Regions from separate parts of the Gossypium hirsutum genome. Here regions 1 and 3 are each linked to region 2. A link is a contact called in public Hi-C data. All regions are on one chromosome and are shown on one strand. Each heading gives the region's core, a stretch centred on a gene start, on an enhancer-like site or on the middle of the called end of the contact. The rest is flanking DNA. Distances are from core to core; before and after follow the strand shown. Region 1 holds the start of LOC107945871 (G-box-binding factor 3). Region 2 holds the start of LOC107945856 (chitinase domain-containing protein 1). Region 3 holds the start of LOC121224121 (CMP-sialic acid transporter 1).

Region 1 (3,844 bases), core at 509-3,008, 220 kb after region 2:
TATTAAATGCACTGGAGCCATGGGCCTTACCTGTGTTGGCCCCCACATATAGGGGGAAGGAGCATGGCCAGATGCCACAGCTGAGTTATAATATGGTGGCATAGGAACACGAGGACCGTAATATGCCTGAATATGTAATAAAGAACCGTAAAATCCCCGTCAGAAATTCCATTGAAAAAATGCCTTAAAACAGCAGCAGGAAAGAGGAAACTAAGTGCATGCATAAAGTAGATAACCTGCATGGCTGCCCAATCGGGATAGACATGAATATTGGTCTGGTCCTGCGGATAGAAAAGGATTGACCAGTAGTCAGATACAAGCCTTAAAAATTAATCTCCAGAAAAAGGTTAAATATTAAGCCAATTCCACTACAACGACCATTGGATAATCATACATAGCATAGCAGATGTTCTTTTCCACCATAAAATAGTGCAGCTTTTTCCTAGTTTCAACATTTAAACAGACATAACCTCTCAGCTTACCGGTGGTGCCGGTGAAGATGATTTGTCAGATTTAGATGACTTTCCTTCATCGCTGCTACCCATGGTCAACCACCAAAGCTGAAACTTAACTTTGAGAACTGTGTTTGACTATCTCTCAACTGCAATCAAGGAGAGAAACATGAAATTGTGCTTGATAACAAAATGAATGGTTCAGGAAAAAAAAATCATAGAAGCAAATTCGCACTGAATTGCAATTAGATCCAATCATTTTGATTTAATGTTAGAATTTCCATAAGGCTCTATGTAGTTTGAAGATATCATCAAACTCATTCTACTTCAGAATAACTTTTTTCGTAAAACAGAAATATATATATATACACAAATATGGCGTTACTGAATGCTCAAAACGACACCAGATCAATGAAAGTTAAATTTGTAATCATTGAACTAGCTTGATGCAGTCCATCAATTTTCTCTAGAAACAAACACAAGTTTCAGATTCGTACTTCTTAATCTTTAATTAAACAGAATTTACACATGCAAAGACCAGAATATATATCTATATATATATATATATGAAAGAACGAGGGTATAACCGTCTTTCAAGTAGTTTGTCACTCACACAACGAGAAAATACAGATTTCTGCACTTTTTTTTTCCTATGAAATAAGATTTTCTTAGATGAGTCCAAAAAAATTTTAAAAAGAGAAGAATACTTTAATTACTGCTGTTCCGATTTTCTTCGTCTAATTCCTAATAAAAAATTATTACGAATTTACGAGATCTATGAACAGATAAACGCTAAAAATTACAAAAAGAAAATCCTACGAAATTCCGTAATGATTTGAAAAAATAAGCCAGCTCACAGATTCTACTTTGTTAAAAATAAAAAGCTTCGATCGTTGTAGCTTCAAATTGAATCCACTTTCCTACATTACCTCACCAAATAAAAAAAATCCAGAAAGAACTAAATTGAAGTATAGACTTTCCAGCACGTTTCATCAACTTTCTTAGCAACCAAACATAACCTTACGCATTAATCCACTAAAAAATAACGCAAAAAAAAAATACACGCGGAACTTCAATTTCAACATACCTTGAAAATATGAAAAATCCGAAAATCTTTCACTCTGCGAAAGAATAATTCAACAAAATAGTCAAAAAGACTGCATTAATCTTTACTCAAAAACTGAACAAAAGTTGAGAGGATTTTTTTTAATTTTTTTTAATTTTTTTAAATTTGCTTTAGCTATGGCTGGGGTGAACAAGAAGAAGAAGAAATGAAGCGCCAGCCAAGGTAAACAACCACGTCACCAAACACGTGTCGTATAAAGGAGCGCTGTATGTAAATACACGAGTAAATTGCACAAAACATCTCAAAATTATAACTCTCATTCTAAATTGATATTCAAATTTTAGAATATTCTAAAACTATTTTTAAACCATTGATGTTATATCAATAAAATCCTTTTGTTACTAAAATCATTAATTTAGCTATTAAATGAGACTTAAAAATCTTTACGATATAACTAAAAAGTGAAAATTTTAAAGAAATAAATATTGTAAAAATAGATATCGTAAAAGATTTTATCGTCCATTCTGTCTTTTTTTTATTTTATTTTTAAAAGTTATTCTATAATATTTTACTTTTCTTTAGAATTTTTATTTTAAATTATGTCACATAAGATTTTATATGTCATTTAATGACTAAATTAGTTGTTTCAATAATAGAATACCTTGATTGGTTTAGCATCGATAGTTTTAGAATGTAATTAGAATATTTTGAAGTTTAGAGATCAAATTAAAATAAGATAATAGTTTGAGGATGATTAGTGCAATTAACTCTTAGTACACCGGATATACGCTGGGGGGACAATTTTGGTTGTTGAGTTGGACCCATTCGATATTCGCGTTGGCCAATTTTATATATATTCCGACGTCACCTGATCCGTACACGTGTACGTTAATGACTCGAGCTACGCGTCTCGGGTAAGGTTTCCAATTTATTCCACACGTCATGTGAGCTGACGTGTCATGGTTCATTTAATTTTTTTTTGTTTTTTTAGAAAAAAATTTGAATAATTTAATTGTGTGAGATTTAACTATAATTAATGGATCTTTTGGAATCCACCATTGGCCACTTTTCACGACCTATTCGGGTCTAGCCTTTATTTTGCCACGTAAGAATCATTTCCTTGGTAGTTTTATTATTTTAGCTCTGCTTTATTTTTGTGTTTGCTAAAATCAATGATTTTAAAATTGGACCGGTGATTAATTGATTAAATCGATCGATTTAACTTTAATGAAATAAGTTATTAAAATTATATAAATAGAAAAAATTAGTTCAACTATCGACACAATTAATTTTTTTTATCTTGATTCAATCGGTTCTAAATGGTTCGTTCAAAATTCTATTCAAAATCAGTTTAATTCTTAATCAAGATTGATATACCGATAGTCCAACTAATCTAACTGGTCCATCAAGTTCAGTTTTCCGATAGCCATTGATATAAGTCATAACAAATAAAACTCAATATTTGGTATGTGATTTATATATATAATATATATATATTAACAATTATATTTAAATTTTGAAATCTAAAAGTATAATGACTAAATTTTTATAAATAAAAATTAAGGGATTAAATTTTAAATTTATGAAGAACACATAGACTTTAAGCATATTTTAACTTAAAATTAACTCAAATTGTTTTAAGTTTCGTTTCAATTAAAAATTTTATGTGGTATAAAAAAGGTGTTTTAACTGTAATTCGATGCATTTTAATTTGTTCCAGTTAATCTAAGCTTGTATCGATCAGTAAAGTTTTTAATATATTAAATTAAAATTTAATTTTTTTTATTTTAATTTTTATTTTTAAAAATAGAATATAAACAATAAATTAATTTATTGTGCTTAATTAATCATTTTAAAATTTATATTTACATATAAATATATTTATAGATATGTAATTGAAATATGTTTATATGAAAATATAATATGAACAAAAAATATTTAAAACTACCTATCAACTTGAAATGATACATCAAAATATTTGGTATCAATATATATATTAATGTAAAAATACATCATCAATATAATATTAATTAATTAAATTGGAAAAAATCTCTCTAGTTCTTCTTAATTTCAATATTAAGCATATTTGTCCCTTTCAAAAATAAAAATTAGAGCAATTTAATATCTATTAATTTCGTAAATGAGTAACTAAGGGTAACTAACCACAATGTTAATGTTTTTCGTTAATTGCAATAAAAAATTATTGACATAATAAAAAATTTAGCATCCAAAGTTTACAGATTACGTCAATTTCGTTTTGATTTAACAAATTTAACTTATAATTTTTGTACATTCTGTCAACATTTATATAAAATATATAAACATT
Region 2 (3,882 bases), core at 230-2,729:
TCAATTTAGGTATTAATCTGGACAATAAGATTAAAAAATTAATTGAATCAATAACTGAATTAATGAATTTAGGTTTTTTTTTTCTAATTGAATTAGTCAAAATGATAAATTGGTGGTCTGATAAATTTAATCGCTAGTCCGATTCTAAAAACATTAAAATTAAGAAAAATATTTTTAGAATTGAGTTGGTGGTTGAATTAGTTAGATAATTAATTTCCGATCAGATCAGTTTGTTCAATACAACGTAAGTAAATTATTAAAAAAATTATAAAATTCAATTCAATTCAATTGTTAGTTCAATCTATCTATAACAGGCCACGAATCAATTGATGTTTGTAATCAACATTGATTTAGAATTTTAAGAAAGAGAGGTAACAATTTGGTTTGGATTGATTTTGAAAAATTATGAATGTAATGTAGTATTTTGGCTTTTAAAAGCTCATCCGCTTAATTTTTTATGTAATTAATTTTTAGTTTTTATAGTATTTATAAATTATATTTATTAATTTAAATATAAAAATTTTATTTCTTAAATATATATAAATTATAAAAATAAAATTTATTTGGATTTGTATAACTATAATTTCCTAATTTGCGAATGGAAATTTGAATCAGATCTAAAAAATTGAAGTATAAATTTTGAATCACATTTAAAAACTTGAGCCAAATGCAACCTTTTCTAATTTTTCACTCTACCTTAAATCTTGTTATACCTACATCTAGTGAACTCGTCTTACATCCTGTCAATTTTGTTGATCAAAGCCACAAACTAAAATTATATTACGAGTTAAGAACACTGGTGAGCCCATGACTTTACGAGCCCAAGACCTCGCAGACTCACACCATGGGGGACATGTCCTTGACGCGGACAAAATACCTTCCACTTATATGTCATATATATATATTTTGGTATGATATTACAACTTATATCTATGAGGACAGAATATCAATTGGTCAACTGAGTTACAGGAAGTACGAAACTAATACCAAAATAACGTATGATGTCTTGAGAATGTCCAGAGCCGTCCCTTTTAAAACCCACAAACATCAAACAATACAACTCTTCTTTCTCTCCTCTTACACTATCAATTATCTTTCTTCCTCCTATCAAACTCTGATCCTACCAAGGGATCTTAACTCTGATCATCTTCAATCACCTACGACTTTCTGTTTATTGAGTAAACTGTTGCAAACTCTTATAAGCTAATCAATTTGTTTTGTAACTTCAATTTACTGTAACAGGCATTATGTGTACATACCTTAATCTCCGGTGTCACAAGAACGTCAACCGAGAAAACAACGTGGAAGCTGACAATGGGAAATCAAACACAGACCCCATCTAATAGAGACTAAATTCATAAGTTGAGTAAAGGACAGGGACTAATCATAGAAATCAACCCTTTTGTTCTCCACCTTCCACTGACTGGAATGCAAAACCATTACCTGTGAAGGGTAAACTTGTCATATCGAACCAAATCTGTTCAAAACGGCAAGTCGTTTTCCCTGTCAGTAAAAGCACTAACCTCTTTTTGTTCTTCTTTGGCCGAAGTATCGACTTTCTCAGTGACTTGAAAACTGAGAGCAAAGAGAGAAATGGCGAGGAGGCGGGAGCGCCGGGGGGAACCGAGTCAGGACCGGCGCAAAGAGCGAATTGGACCAGAAACTCGAGAAGAAAAACTCAACGACTCAGATGCTTCGGAGCGTAAGCTTATCGGTATATTCATACTCTTCTTCATCATAATTCCGGCAGTGTCTGTTCTCGTATACGTATACAAATACGGGTCAGGAACGAAACGTTTGGAACCGGTCATAACGGAGCGAGGACCCATCAAAACTGATATTAATTTCCAGGAGATCCTCACTGTAAGAACCATATTGAAATTTATATAATTTGAACTTATATTCATCAAAATTTGAAATTTTAAGTAATTTCAGGAGAATACGAACGTAGCTGGAAATGAATCGCAAAGAAATTATGATTATCCAGTATTGGCTTACATTACTCCATGGTAAGATCATCTCAATGTTGCTTTTAGTTTCCTAATTTTTTAACGAAAAAATTATTTATTTGAAGTTAAAAGTTTTGTAGGAATTCGAAGGGATATGAAATGGCAAAGAGGTTTAATTCTAAGTTTACTCACTTATCACCTGTTTGGTATGATTTGAAAAGGTAAATCCAAATTTGAATTAACACTCTGAAGTTAGCACTTGTTTAAAATTTTTAAAATTGAAAAGAAAAAATCGTTGCCAGCCATGGAAACAGCTTGATTCTGGAAGGGAGACATAATGCTGATAAAGGATGGATATCAGAGCTTAGAATGAGGGGAAATGCTTTGGTAATATAAGTTTAATTTTTTATTTTTATTTTTTAGGGATAATTTGTATGCCTGTTAGCAAAGTAATTTTCATTATCATGAAATATGTTTTTGATATATATAGATATTACCTAGAATAGTTTTGGAAGCATTTCCTACAGAGCTGCTTAAAAAGAAGAAACAAATGGATAAAGCTATTGATCTCATGGTAACTGAGTGCAAGTAAGCTCCGATTTCTTATTCCATGGTCTTTTGTTGGTATACAATGTTACGTAAGGCATTATGCAAATGTTTTCTAATGTTGTTTGTTGTGTGGATTATTTCCTTAATGAATAGAGAAATGGAGTATGATGGTATTGTGCTAGAGTCTTGGTCGAGATGGGCTGCATACGGTGTCTTGCATAATCCAGACTTGAGGAATATGGTAATGATCACCTTGGTTGATGTTTCATATTTGTTAAAACTGTGCATTTCTGGTTCCCAAAGACATGGGGTTTAGACATTTATTGAAGTGGCATTTTGTGGACTATGCTGCATGAGCATGCCAAATCTATTACTATTTCCTGGACTCTTTGATTTTGCTATGCCAATTTTCTACCCGATACCTTGATTCCTTTTGTCGTTTTTCTTTTCGGGATCAAAGTCTTCTGATTTCTTATGTACTTCATTTATGTTTTTGGTTCAAAATCCTTTTAGCTCTTTATTAAGTTTGAGGCTCCAAAGCATTATGCTCAAGTTTGAGATTTTCTTATGCATTCTTTTGAGTTCAAAAGAATTGTGCTCCCCTTTTAGCTCTACATTAAGTTCATGGGAATGAAGCCTTGCTCAGTTTTCTTTTGATGCTAGGCACTAGTGACATCTAAAATAGAAGTCCGATTACTAAAAGGAAACGAGTATGTGGAAAGCCTTGGATTTTCCTTTTTCTTACTTGACATCAAACCTTGAGGTTCATAGAATCATCAAGCATTCTTTTGTTCTGATCCGTGGCAACTCCTTGTCTGTAGCAATAGAAAATGAAATGGTTTATCATTTTCTATTTAAAGATTTGAAATATTTTTTGCTGTTTAAACACTTAGGCCCTCAAGTTTATAAAACAACTCGGACATACACTGCATTCTGTGACATCAACAAGGAATCCCAAGCAACAATTGCAGTTGGTATATGTTGTAGGTCCACCACATTCAGAAGTGCTCCAGCAGCATGATTTTGGACCAGCTGATCTTCAGAGCTTGAGTGGTTCTGTAGATGGTTTTTCACTTATGACCTATGACTTCTCGGGTCCTAATAATCCTGGTCCAAATGCACCTCTCAACTGGATACGCTTTACCTTACGGCTGCTTCTTGGTTCCACGGGTAACAATGCTCAGAGATTGGCTCCAAAGATATTTCTTGGCATCAATTTTTATGGCAATGATTTTATCCTTTCAGAAGGTATTTCATTTTCTTCTCCCATATTTCTTAAGCTGATTTTGAACCCCCCTTCCGTTGTTTAGACCGTCTAGACTATAATCATATGCCTAAGACCTAGTGATCTTAACAAATATGTGACCTTGATAATTGACTCATT
Region 3 (4,218 bases), core at 926-3,425, 150 kb after region 2:
ATTGTGTTCCTACGAATTATGCATAATGCTCGTATCCCCTTTTTGGGCGGTAAAAAATGATCACTAAGTTATTTGTTTCATGTTCATTTGAATTCATCTTGTGTTTTCAGATACCATATGTGGGCCTGAACTTTGCCGTGTACGAATCTCTAAAAGATCGGTTAATCAAAAGTAAAACATTCGGATTGGTTGAAGACTCCGAGTTGAGCGTGACGACCAGGCTTGCTTGTGGGGCTGCTGCTGGAACTGTTGGCCAAACCGTTGCTTACCCTCTTGACGTGATTCGCAGAAGAATGCAAATGGTAGGATGGAAAGAGGCAGCCTCTGTCGTCACTGGTGATGGGAGGAACAAGGCCCCTCTCGAGTATACTGGCATGATCGATGCATTCGGGAAAACTGTTAGGCATGAGGGCTTTGGAGCATTATACAAGGGTCTGGTCCCTAATTCTGTTAAGGTCAGTCTCTTCTGATTCATAAATGTTCATTTGTTTATAAATACTCGAATAACATTTTCAATTCATACTAAAATATCATCGAGACCTCTGCATTATTTGATTTTGATCTTTGATGAGTTTATGCATGGATTAGGCAAAGATTAGCATCTGGTTAAAAAGTAAGCCTGAGCACGCATTCACTAACCGATGCAAATGACCAGAATGGGATGTTTTATGTCTTATAATCTGAGTAAATCTTGTCCTTCAACGGTCAATATTTGATTGTTTATTCCTTTTTCTTGTTTTCCAGGTTGTACCATCGATAGCACTCGCGTTTGTGACATATGAAGTGGTGAAGGACATTTTAGGGGTTGAGATTAGAATATCAGACTGAAATGGTGCCCCATTCAGATTGAAATGTTTATGATGAGGAAGGTGTGTTGCTATTCTTTTTTTTGTAGGCAATGGAACAGATAGGAAGGTGAACTAGGGACAGTTTTCTTAGTACTCTTATTTCGTTTCTCATAAATGAGTTTTAGAAACTTGTACACAGAGAGCTGCACCGACTCGGACCGAGACCGAGTCTCGGCTCGTGACACTGCCTGCCTGTATAATGTCTTATAATGGCTTCAAATGTTTCCTATGTAAACACTGTACTTATTCACGTGTTGTGCCAATAAGGATGAAGGAACAATGCGAATAACCATTTGTTTGTAATTATCGAGCTGAGCTTAGGCTGAATTCGAGCACTGCAATATTCAAATGTCTTGCGAGTTTAATCGAGTTTTTTTTACTTTAATATATTTTTTTATATTATGAAATTACATCTTTTCTTATTATATAAAAAGGTAAATTAGGAATGAATTAGCTCGATTATGAGCTGAACGAGAGTTTAGAAATTGATGTTTTGAGTTATAGAATCTTGAATTTCAAAGTTTGGACTCTGCTTGATATGATTACACTCAAGGATGTTATTATCCATGGTTTTGTTTTTACGAGTTCCAATTCCATTATCTATGAAATTACCGATTAAATTAATAGAACATTATTTATTATTTTAACCAAAATAATTTAATTTCATACCATAGATATGATCCAACACTTATTCAATAATTTTAAAATGTAAATTTGTTACCATTCTTTCTCATTTTCACTGTGGATTCGATGAAATCTAGTAGAAATATTATGTCAAACGAAAAAGACAAATGAGGTATTTTAATCTCTAGCAGAAAGTAAATTTTTAGATTAATAGGTAAAAATATTTTTTATTCGAAATTGAGTAATGTTTTTTAATTTCAAAATTGTAAATTAGTTAATATCCTTTATCAATTTATCAATTTGATCTTAATTAACAAAATTACCTATAAATGTATAGATATTGAGATTAAATTTCTCGAATTTTTTAAAATAAAAATAAAAATAATAAAATATATAAATATTGAAAATTAAAATTTTAATTATATCAATTCAAATTATGCACACTTAATGAAATATATTATAGATTACTTTAATTTTTTTTAATACGGACTGTTCTACTCAAAGTCGAAATTAGAAAGGACTAAATAATTTTTTTTACCAAATTGATACATTAAATTAGTTTTTAAAAATTTTGGATTATTCCATGATTTTAAATTTAGAAACTGGATATTTAAATTTAATTAATTTACCATTTTGAGTTGTTTTGAGTTTAAATACTTTTAGATTTTAGTTAAATGATTTGATTATTAATTTTTTATGATTAAATCAAGTTTAACTGAGTTCGGACGTTGATTAATCAAATCGAGTTCGACAGCTAACAGAAATTAAACACCACAGGCGGAACGACGGCGTTCTGACCTTGTATCAGTTGGATCACTGAGTAGCTCGAACGATCCCGTCTCTCTCTATTCTTTCTCCCTCGTCAACTCCCTGACACTGGTTCAACTGCTTCCCTCTCACTGTTTTAGAAAAAAAAGATAATGAAGTGGTACTTAGTAGCTTCTCTTCTCACCATCCTCACCAGTTCTCAGGTTTTTAGTAAACCTCAAACCCTAATTCCCCCCTCTCCCTTTTTTTTTTTCATTTTGCTTATCCCACTCTATAAAATTACGATCAGATCTATACATTCATCTTTTACATTTTGCAGGGGATCTTAACAACTCTATCACAGACCAATGGCAAATATAAATACGATTACGCCACCATCCCTTTCCTTGCTGAGGTCTTTAAGGTAACTTTTTTTCCTTAAAAATTTCACTTGAATTTTCTTAATTTAGATCTAAATGGCTTGTTATTTTTTTTTAATATAGATTTGTTTTTTTTAAAGCTTATCGTATCAAGTGTTTTTCTATGGAGAGAACGAAAGAAATCGCCGCCGCCGAAAATGACAACGGATTGGAAGAGTGTTAGATTGTTTCCTATTCCTTCAGTTATTTACTTGATCCATAATAATGTACAGTTTGCTACTCTTATGTATGTTGATACATCGACGTATCAGATAATGGGTAATTTGAAGATTGTCACTACTGGGATTTTGTTCAGGTGTGTGCTTACTATTAATTTCTGTATTTTGGAACTTTTTTTTTAATGTACAAAACTGGGGTTGCTCATTGATGTTGTTGTTGTTTCATGATTTTTTAGGTTATTTCTTAAGAAGAAGCTTTCAAATCTACAATGGATGGCGATTGTTCTATTGGCTGTTGGAACAACGACAAGTCAGGTATACTCCGGATTCAAAACTAACTGTTTATGTTTTTCGCACTGTGATTTGCACTGCAGCGGTTATCGATGCAAGTTTGTGGCTGGTTAAGATGTTATGAATGATAATTGCACTAGAAGACTAGTTACACTTTGATTTGGGATTGATATTTCTCAAGTGTTGGAAAATTAGCCTGTAATGTATTTTGATTTGTTAAAACTTGAATCCCATGTGAGAAATGAGAAATCAAGCAATGGTTTTGCTAGATTTGGAATAACTATAGAGAAATTGAATGAGAAATAAGTTGGAAAAACTAGTTAATATGATGGTCTTCTTTGCAGTGAGTTAAGTGAATAAAATGCTTTGTATATTGTTGGAGAATTTTCGGGATGGGAAGGTGAGAAGCGAAAACTAGTTAAAAATGAAATATCTCTTTGTAGGAAACTGTTGTATCTCGTTAGGACCGATAATATATGCCCTTGAAGCGGTCTATCTCCTAGAAAATTTTAAAATTTCTTGTTTTGTTTTTGTGCGAACGCTTTTATGTCAACAATTTAGTGGAGTACTTAGTTTTCAAATATCCTTCCGTCTTATCAAGGTCAAAGGATGTGGAGAGGCTTCGTGTGACTCCCTGTTCTCAGCACCGATTCAAGGATACATGTTAGGAATTTTGTCTGCTTGTCTTTCGGCATTGGCTGGTGTTTATACGGAATTCCTGATGAAGAAGAACAACGACAGCTTATACTGGCAGAACATACAGTTGTACACGTAGGTTCCCTTTTTACTATTACAAAATGTTCATTGCAAAGTTCAAGTCATTTAAAGTGATCAATATGATCATTGGTTGGTTTATTCTGATTCGACATTCCTCTTCCAGTTTTGGTTCAATCTTCAATATGGCACGGCTTGTAGTGGATGATTTCAGAGGTGGATTTGAGAAAGGACCTTGGTGGCAACGGCTGTTTAATGGGTACAGCATCACAACTTGGTTGGTTGTGCTAAATCTAGGTTCTACCGGGCTTTTGGTTTCATGGTTAATGAAATATGCTGACAATATAGTCAAGGTACCTTCTTTTTGGCTTGATTCTGCTTGTGGTTACGTATGCA

Evidence for each region. A called contact is a pair of places that touch in the nucleus more often than the background predicts.
Region 1: a contact with region 2 is called in a Hi-C map of leaf, with 2.4 times the contacts expected there. The contact joins the promoter of LOC107945871 here to the promoter of LOC107945856 in region 2. A contact is called at or near these places in 3 of 34 Hi-C or Micro-C datasets (all in leaf).
Region 3: a Hi-C map of leaf shows a contact between it and region 2, with 2.5 times the contacts expected there. The contact joins the promoter of LOC121224121 here to the promoter of LOC107945856 in region 2. A contact is called at or near these places in 10 of 34 Hi-C or Micro-C datasets (anther, callus, leaf and 1 more).

What each region holds. Positions count from the first base shown.
Region 1 is chrD12:40,623,211-40,627,054 of Gossypium_hirsutum_v2.1, reverse strand. LOC107945871 (G-box-binding factor 3) reads right to left here and starts at 1,758. Exons shown (of 13, transcript XM_016880025.2): 1 at 1,540-1,758; 2 at 483-601; 3 at 237-281; 4 at 31-126. The coding sequence starts at 545.
Region 2 is chrD12:40,839,109-40,842,990 of Gossypium_hirsutum_v2.1, reverse strand. LOC107945856 (chitinase domain-containing protein 1) reads left to right here and starts at 1,479. Exons shown (of 8, transcript XM_016879999.2): 1 at 1,479-1,863; 2 at 1,936-2,009; 3 at 2,090-2,170; 4 at 2,252-2,336; 5 at 2,440-2,537; 6 at 2,652-2,739; 7 at 3,392-3,746. The coding sequence starts at 1,594.
Region 3 is chrD12:40,684,495-40,688,712 of Gossypium_hirsutum_v2.1, reverse strand. It overlaps LOC121224121 (CMP-sialic acid transporter 1), which reads left to right and starts at 2,175. Exons shown (of 8, transcript XM_041106714.1): 1 at 2,175-2,443; 2 at 2,560-2,643; 3 at 2,740-2,954; 4 at 3,054-3,132; 5 at 3,710-3,879; 6 at 3,989-4,175. The coding sequence starts at 2,393. LOC107948189 (mitochondrial adenine nucleotide transporter ADNT1) reads left to right here. Exons shown (of 8, transcript XM_016882657.2): 7 at 111-455; 8 at 745-1,213. The coding sequence ends at 828.